3 separate regions of the Zea mays genome follow, and all the other regions are linked to region 3. Evidence: chromatin contacts called from public Hi-C data. All regions are on one chromosome and are shown on one strand. Each heading gives the region's core, a stretch centred on a gene start, on an enhancer-like site or on the middle of the called end of the contact. The rest is flanking DNA. Distances are from core to core; before and after follow the strand shown.

Region 1 (2,929 bases), core at 30-2,529, 290 kb before region 3:
CTCTTTTTAAATCCTCTATTAATTTATTTATATTAGTCGCTTCTACGAGTAGGAGTGGTAGATAAGACTAGACTGGTCAGTTTCCAAGCGGCAGGAGCGAGCTCTCTCTCTCTATGGGAACACGAGTCAAAGACAAAAGTCCGCGTCCACGTAAGACACAACGCACCGATGCACCTCTCCAGACTCCAGCTCTGCTCCGCTTCGCAGCCAGCTCCTCCTCCCCTGCTTCACCTGCGCTTCAATTGTCGCCATCCTCCACCGGCTAGTTACATTATAAATACCCCATCCATGGATTGGCTGTTAGCACCGTCATCCATCCTAGCACCGTCATCCATCCATCGGCTGGATTTCCCAAGCACGCTGCTGCCAGGGTCTCCAGCTGCAAGCACGCATCAGCATTCCACAAGCGAAATGGCGGCGACGGCAGCCGTGCCTTCTTGGCGCCGGGCATTCGCGGCGCTCTTGCTGGTCCTGCAGCTGCGCGGCGCGCGGTCGGCGACGTTCACCATCGCGAACAACTGCGGCTACACGGTGTGGCCGGGGCTGCTGTCCAGCGCGGGCTCCGCGCCGCTGCCCACCACGGGGTTCGCGCTGGCGCCTTCGGAGTCCCGTGCCGTGGCGGCGCCCGCGGGGTGGTCGGGCCGCCTCTGGGGCCGCACGCTCTGCGCCGCCGACGCCGCCACGGGGCGGTTCGCGTGCGCCACGGGGGACTGCGGGTCCGGCGACGTGCAGTGCAGCGGCGGCGGCGCCGCCCCGCCCGCGACGCTGGCGGAGTTCACGCTGGACGGCAGCGGCGGGCTGGACTTCTACGACGTCAGCCTCGTGGACGGGTACAACCTGCCCATGATCGTCGCGCCCAGCAGCGCCTCCACCACGGCAGCCGGCGGCAAGTGCGCGCCGACGGGGTGCGCCGCGGAGCTGAACTCCGCGTGCCCGGCGGGCCTGCGGGTGGAGGCCGCGGCGGACGGGCCCGTGGCGTGCCGGAGCGCGTGCGACGCCTTCGGGGACGCGCAGTACTGCTGCAGCGGCGCGTACGGCACCCCCACCGCGTGCCGCCCGTCGGCCTACTCCGAGTTCTTCAAGACCGCGTGCCCGCGCGCCTACAGCTACGCGTACGACGACGCCACCTCCACATTCACCTGCGCCGCCGGCAGCACCGACTACACCATCACCTTCTGCCCCGCCGTGCCCACCAGGTAGTACCACCACACGCACTTTCATCCTTCATTAGTACGTACCATTATCAGTATAATACAGTAGTTAGAAATGACTGATAAAAGATAATATTAGCAAGTTGCACACCATTCTGCTGTCAGAACGTACTGCAGGAGTAATTGTTGTGTGACTAGTAGTGACAGGTGGGGGTTGGGTTAGTCACGCATTTCGAGGAGGTAAGTTACCAACGGCTAGTGAGAAACAACGGCTAGCAAGCTGTCCACGTGGTCATAGCAGGACAAGGAGTCAAGGATGCTGCTGTTCGGCCGTTTGGGCTTTCACAACGTGGTCCAGGAGCAGGACAAGGATGCTGCTTGTTCGGTCCTTTGGGCCAGGCAGAGTTGGCACGGCCCACAGCAGGTCAAATACAGACACAGTGTAGTATGACTATATGAGCACAAACAATAACATGCTTGCATGTCTTAGTTATATGTACTGTATTATGAGCACAATTGTAGTAGTATGTATGTACTCTTGGGTCGCTAGCAGTTCCTAATATAATACTACCTTGTAGTAGCTGTGACACTGACCATTTGAATACATGCAACAGCGTGAAGTCGACGGGGCAGAACCCTCAGGCCGCCGGGTTACCGCAGCAGCTGAACAACGGCACCACCATGGTCTTCTTCGGCGGCAACACACAGACCAGCAGCGCCGCCGCCTCATCTGCCAACTCTCTCTTCGCCGTCACCGTCACCATCACAGCAGCCGTCGCGCTCGCGCTCTCGCGCTCGACTCGCCTGTGACCGGTCATCATCGCTGTCAGGTGGGCCACGCTTATCAGAAGACCGGTGAGCATACATACAGTATGTTGAGCCCCTAGCGACTGCGACGGAACATGAGCATAGTATTCTAGGCTTGTAGCTTAGGTAGGACGAGTAGAATTTCTTCTTTTGTTTTTTGGCTTCGAAAATATTCTTTTCATCCGTTGGGCAGAGACTACAGGTGGTGTGGGGCAATTCTTTCACTGTTCTTTCTCCTAGTTAGGTCGTATGCATCGGGAGGATGTGCTGTAACCTCAAAAGCGATTATTGGTTGATTGATTCGATTGGGGGGATAATCAAAATTTAAGCTTCTTTCTTCTCACACTTCATTACGCTCTCAACATTTTTCAACAACCGACAGCAACTATGCCAGTGAATGATTGGGAGTGCTCGGGTGCTAAATAATCAACGTGTTGTCGCGAGCCGGCTATATTCCTGGACTCGTGTATTGACACTAGTTAAATATCTGCACGTCACATACAGAAAATAAAATAACACAACAATCTCTACTGTCTTGCGTTACGCATGAAACACGTAGGTTTGTAGGGCTACGTTTGAGAACGCTTAGATTCTAGCCTTCGATGACATGTCCATTATTTCATACTATGTGAGTTCAACCAGATGCTCAGATTTTAAGGCGAATATGTACTGAAAATGAGGGATGTTTGGCTCCTAAGTAGGTATTGTGTATATATAATATTATTAGAATACTCAAACATGCCCTTGGTCTCTCCCGTGTCTCGCATAGGGATGACAATTTAATTCGTGGATTTAGATATCCAGCTGATATCCGACCCGACGGATTAGGATATGGATATGTTTTTTGACCCGTGGGTTAGACCCGTATCCGATCCGAGATAAAGTGGGCATGGATTTGGATATTAAATCTCACCCGCGGGTAATCTGTTGGATATCCGAAATTAACCATTAGTCCATTATTGTCGGCCCAC
Region 2 (2,843 bases), core at 156-2,655, 450 kb before region 3:
GAGTCAGAAACCTCTGACTGTTTTAGTGACAAGAGGAGCTAAAGGACGACAGAAGGCTGTGTAGTATAGTGTAGACTAGCTGGCAGGCACGGTAAAAAAGAGCTGCGGCAGATCAACCCCACATTCACAAGCCAAGAACCCATCCACAGATCCAGACAAACTTGGCAGAAACGCAGTGCCAAATCTTGTTTCATAGTCTCTTTCTCTCCCTCTCTCTAGAGAGAGCGAGAAATTGCAAGTGTACGATGGGAGTGACCAATAAATCAGGCAATGGTGCGAGAAAAGAAGGGCGAGTGAAATCAAAGGCCGGACCTTGGGGTGGCGCCGGGGCAGAATGTCACGGTGTAGTCCGGGCCGCCGCCGCAGGTGAATGTGGAGGTGGGATCGTCGAATGCGTAGCTGTAAGAGCGCGGGCACGCGGTCTTGAACACCTGCGAGTAGGCCGTCGGCCGGCACGCCGCCGGGGACGCGAAGGCGCCGCTGCAGCAGTACTCGGGCCGCGCAAACGCGTCGCACGCGCTCCGGCACGCGCCGCCGCCCCCGGCTCGGAGCTCGGCGGGGCACATCGCGTTCAGGTCCGCCGCGCACCCGGCCGCGGCGCACGAGGCTGGCCCCGTGGAGCCTCCGCCGCCGGAGGTCTCCACCAGCACGGGGAGGTTGTAGCCGTCCACGAGGCTGACGTCGTAGAAGTCCAGCCCGCCACTGCCGTCGAGCGTGAACTCGGCCAGTGTGGCCGGCGGCGCCGCGCCCGCGCCCGAGCACTCGGCTGAGCCGGAGCCGCAGTCGCCCGTGGCACAGACGAGCCGCCCCGTGCCGCCATCCTGGGAGCAGCCCGTGCGCGCCCACATTCGGCCTGACCAGCCCGCCGGCGCCGGCACCGCGCGCGCCGCGCCCGGCGGGAGCTCGAACCCCGTGGGCTCCAGCCTTGGGCTCCCGGCGTTGGACAGGACGCCCGGCCACACCGTGTCCGTGCACCGGTTCACGAACGTGAACGTCGCCGCCTCCCCCACTGCGACAAACGAGAATGCTTCAGCTTGGTCACCCGCCATTGCTGGTGACCACGCAAGATCTCGTTAAAGAAGGAAACATTCGGTCGATTTGCCGAGAGATCATTACCTCGGCACAAGACGACGAACACGAGCACAAGAACGGCCATGGATCTTGGCAACTCCATTTCTGCTTCTTGAGACTATGCAGTGGCCGAGACTGACGGGGTGTAGTGTGGGAACAGCTGCACTGCGACTGCAAGCACGGGGAAGAAGCGTGTGCCTGCCGTGTCGCTATGCCAGTGCAGTTACTACTGCGTGTAGCGATGGCGTGGCAGTGTGACCATCCGGTTGACGAGGGGCTGAGAGAGACACCGGCGCACCCGCCACCAACCTTGAATGGAGGGATGGGGCATCCACTGGAGCGGGGACGAGAAGGAATCTTTTGGGAGGCGCTAAGGCTGTACTTATAGCAGCAAATTACTTTACCTCGCTTTTTACCTTTGATAGACCATCTCCACTGGAGGAGGAAAAAAAATTGACTACTGTCACTGTAGAAAGCATCTCTTCAGCTGCCTTTGGATCGACGACACGCGTCCGCCCACAAATCTTAAAGAAACGGAACTGGCTCGGCTTATGAACTTCTCCGGCTTCTTTCTTTTCTCATCTGTAATTAGGGCCGGACGAAATGCTCGTGACTTATTGGCTCGTTCCGTTTATGGTCAGCTCGGATCGGTTCAGATCGGCTCGTTTAAATTTTTTCACGAGCTAAACTGACATCCTAGCTCGGTTCGTTAACGAGCCAGCTCGCGAGCTAAACGAGCTATCACATTTCAGCAAAACAAAACTATATACATATCATTTACAGAATAATTGATGAACATATTATATATATATATATATATATATATATATATATGTGTGTGAGGTGTCTATGGTCTATGAGTTAAACTAATGATTAATGAACTATGTCTATGTGTTAATTTGGTCTATGCAAATATAATTGTGGGTTAAACTGATAAACATGTATGTGAATTGATGAGTGATGAATTGTGCTAATTTGGTGTTACATTGACGTGGTTTGTGAAACTAGGAGTATAATTACTGTTTTCTATTGTTAAATTAGTATAAAATTAACTAAAAATTAATTATTATATACATATTTTTTTTCTGTTCTAGCTCGCGAGCTAAACGAGCCAGCTCGAGCTCGTAAACGAGCCGAGCCGAGCTGACTCTATGGCTCGTTAACTTAATGAGCCGAGCCGAGCTAGCTCGTTAGCTTAATGAGCCAGCTCGAACTCGGACGAGCTGAGTCGAGTCGGCTCGTTATCCACACTTATCTGTAATCGCTCCTTTTGCTCTGGCTTGCTTACGGACGGCTCGTCGGCTCCTTTTTTTTTCTCCTCTGTGTGCTCAGCTCAAGCGGTGCTGGTGTGGGCCATGCGCGTGAGGTTTTCGATCAAATGCTCAAGAGGGATTTGGGGTTGTTTGGTTCTATACCTATGGTGCCAAAAATTACCACATAATTTTATGCCACACTTGCCTAAGGTGCCTAAGGTTAGGCACTCAAATTTTGCGCCACAGTTTGCCACGCCTAAGAGAATCTTGCCACACTTTTATTAGTCATTGACGAGTGGGACCTACGTAGCAGGAGAAAAATCTTGCCATAACTATGGCTTCAAACCAAGCACATGCATAACTTGGTCAAACTTGTCTAACCTTAGGCGTGGCAAACTATGACAAGTTAGGCAGCAAACTAAACAGCCCCTTAATTTGCCAGGGGAGGACGGCTGATACATTGCGCCTCCAATCCGTCATTGGCTAGGAGCGAGACGCACAACTCATACACCTGCTTGA
Region 3 (2,700 bases), core at 120-2,619:
TACAGTACATGCAACGGTCGTGTCCTTGTTGCGTTGTGGGAGGGTCTGTATGTCCTTTAAGCTACTACACCACGCACCTAGTAGTAGCATTAGCACTAGCACTTGCCGGCGATGAGAAGTTAGAACTGAGAGCGGCAGCAAGACCGACACTGCTCTGCTCTCTTTTATCTTTGTCGCCGTCATGGCCATTTATTTAATCCCCCCCATATATATGCATGTCAGTGGTCCCCAAGAAAAACACATGGGGCCCGCATCATTCCCAAGCAGCATGCATGTGCCGAGCCGCGAGGGCAGAGCGTGCAGCCGTGTAGCGTGCGCGCACGCACGTCGCACGCGCATGCATATGAGCTACTGTGCCTTTTTACTGTTAATTAACTACTACTACTACTAGCCGATTAGGAGTAATCAAGGGACAGACTGATAAACTAATGATGCGATTAATTAGGCTAACAGGACAGAGATATACTCACACTGTGACCGCGTGTCCCCCGAACGTGTAGAGTATGTTGGTCGCCCCGGTGAAGTAGAGTACGATCCTTGTGGGCCCCGAATGCTGGACGCCCTCGACCTGTCCGTGGACGAGCGAGGCGACGGCCATGTACCAGGCGGTGTAGGTGGTCATGACGAGGCCCAGGAAGGACCAGACGCGGTAGTTGTGGAAGGAGGGGATGAAGACGGTGGTGGCGCAGCAGGCGCCGAAGACGTAGGTCCACGTCCGCTTGTCCAGCCGGTCGTTGACGTAGTAGATGTTGCTGGCGCAGCCGATGAGCTGGATGACGGAGCCGAAGAGGAGGAAGGTGCAGTTGAAGGCCAGCCCGGCGTTGCGCCAGTGCCGGCCCAGCAGCCCGTCCAGCACCTCGAACCACTGGATCACGTGGTTCCGGAAGTCCGCGGCCTTCTCGCGCTCCCGACGGGTGCGGTACTCCAGGTACAGGATGCTGATCAGGTACGCCGTCCAGCTGCCCAGCAGGCCGTAGAAGAGCTGGAACAGCACGCCGCTCAGCATCCCCAGCTGCGCGAACGAGTAGGGCAGCGTCAGCAGCACCTGCGCCACCTGGTTCGACGCGCAGCTGAACCACGCGTCGTACGCCGACCCGCCGTGCCACAGCAGACCCGACAGCCGGGACTTGACGCCGCTGTGTTCCTCCTCCGCCTCCGTCATCTCCGCCGCCTCCAGGTGCCCGCCGAACGCCTCAGCAGCAGGGGCCTTCTCGTCGGCGATGCCGCCGCCTCCTCCTCCCGCCGCCATTAATCCCTCAGAGCGATGGTCGAGAGCTTTGCCTGCTTGTGCGTGCTGGCGGTGCTTGCTTACTGGTGTTGTGTGCATTGCAGGGGGGAGCGGGGGTGTCGTATATATGGAGAGGCGATGTCCCGGGGGGGAGACAGCACTCCAGCAGCTGGGGCATAAAGAAACCCAGCGTCCTTTCTTTTCATGCCGGGCCGCGGGGCCTCTGGGGCTGGGGCTGTACTGTACGTGGCTGCTACCCGCCTCTCTTTATTTTATCATTAATATATAGTATTACTCGATCCTATTTGGGTTCAAGAAAGCAAACGAAAGGAGCGGGTGATCAAAAGACGTGGTGAAAAATCCCGTGGAAAGCAAGGACGGAGCAGCGTGCATTGCTAGAGCATACGAAGAAAGTGTTCTGCCTGGACACATTATAAGGGCTTGTTCGGTTCTACCCCAATCCATATGGATTGAGGGGGATTGAGGGGGTTTCAATCTCCAGTAAGTCAAAATCCCCTCCAATCCGTATCAATCCCCTCTAATCCGTATGGATTGGAAATAACCGAACAAGCCCTAAGTGGGCCGGGGGCAATGCATGTATGCATGCACATCACCTTTTTTTTTCTTTTGGGGCCGGGAAAGTATGTGCATCACTCGAGTGATGTCTCTAAAAGATCCAACTGAACGTGTTTGTCCGTTGGATGCGTGTTCCATGGCTTGGATCTTCTCCTCACATCGTCCCTTGCATGTTTTTATCACATATACCATTTACATATTTTGGATGGAAGAACACAACTTGAAACAAGAATATATGTTATATTGAAAAATGTTTCTTTTCTCTGTATATATAATTATGTTGTGGGGCACGTGCAAATAATCCTTGCATTATTGCATTATTCTACACAAGCTAGATCAAGCTTCCATTCTTTTTTTTCTTTTGTTATCAAATGTAGCCGGCGCCAGCCTAAAATTCTGCTCACCTCCAACGCAACCCATATTCTCATCGCCGTCTCCCATCCCCTCTTGTCTTTAGCAACTCACTATTGCTGACCTCGGCTCCCAGATTTATTTATATATGTTAGTATCCTAGTGTGACTTAATTGGATATCAATTGTTGAGTTTGTAATCTAAATTCTGCATATGGAACTCACGTTGTCGAGAGAAGTGGAGGCCCATCGACGGGAGGCTTAGGCCGTCATCATTATTTACATTGGTCTGACAGTCAGAGTGTTATTTATCTTACAAAGGATCAAATGTTTCAAACGAGGACAAAACACATTGATATTAAGTATCATTATATCCGGAAAATAGTTACGGAAGGTAAATTAAGGGTATACATGATCAATACACACTTCAATCTAGCTTCCATGATGACTAAACATGTTTCTGGGGTTAAGTTTGAGCTTTGCTCGAACTTAATTGGTATAATTGCTTAGCCCTAGTGGCTATGTTGGCACCAGCAGTTTGTTTCT

What was found. A called contact is a pair of places that touch in the nucleus more often than the background predicts.
Region 1: a Hi-C map of ear shows a contact between it and region 3, with 2.3 times the contacts expected there. The contact joins the promoter of LOC100284084 here to the promoter of LOC541998 in region 3. A contact is called at or near these places in 3 of 25 Hi-C or Micro-C datasets (ear, leaf and tassel).
Region 2: a contact with region 3 is called in a Hi-C map of ear, with 2.2 times the contacts expected there. The contact joins the promoter of LOC100284037 here to the promoter of LOC541998 in region 3. A contact is called at or near these places in 2 of 25 Hi-C or Micro-C datasets (ear and tassel).

The regions. Positions count from the first base shown.
Region 1 is chr1:121,179,357-121,182,285 of Zm-B73-REFERENCE-NAM-5.0, forward strand. It overlaps LOC100284084, which reads right to left and starts at 1,280. Exons shown (of 1, transcript NM_001156982.2): 1 at 314-1,280. The coding sequence starts at 1,221. The coding sequence ends at 328. LOC109611595 reads left to right here and starts at 154. Exons shown (of 2, transcript NM_001348346.1): 1 at 154-1,196; 2 at 1,766-2,124. The coding sequence starts at 169. The coding sequence ends at 1,961.
Region 2 is chr1:121,014,371-121,017,213 of Zm-B73-REFERENCE-NAM-5.0, forward strand. It overlaps LOC100284037 (thaumatin-like protein 1), which reads right to left and starts at 1,406. Exons shown (of 3, transcript NM_001156935.1): 1 at 1,117-1,406; 2 at 313-1,009. The coding sequence starts at 1,174.
Region 3 is chr1:121,468,398-121,471,097 of Zm-B73-REFERENCE-NAM-5.0, forward strand. It overlaps LOC541998 (auxin import carrier 1), which reads right to left and starts at 1,370. Exons shown (of 3, transcript NM_001111647.2): 1 at 471-1,370. The coding sequence starts at 1,327.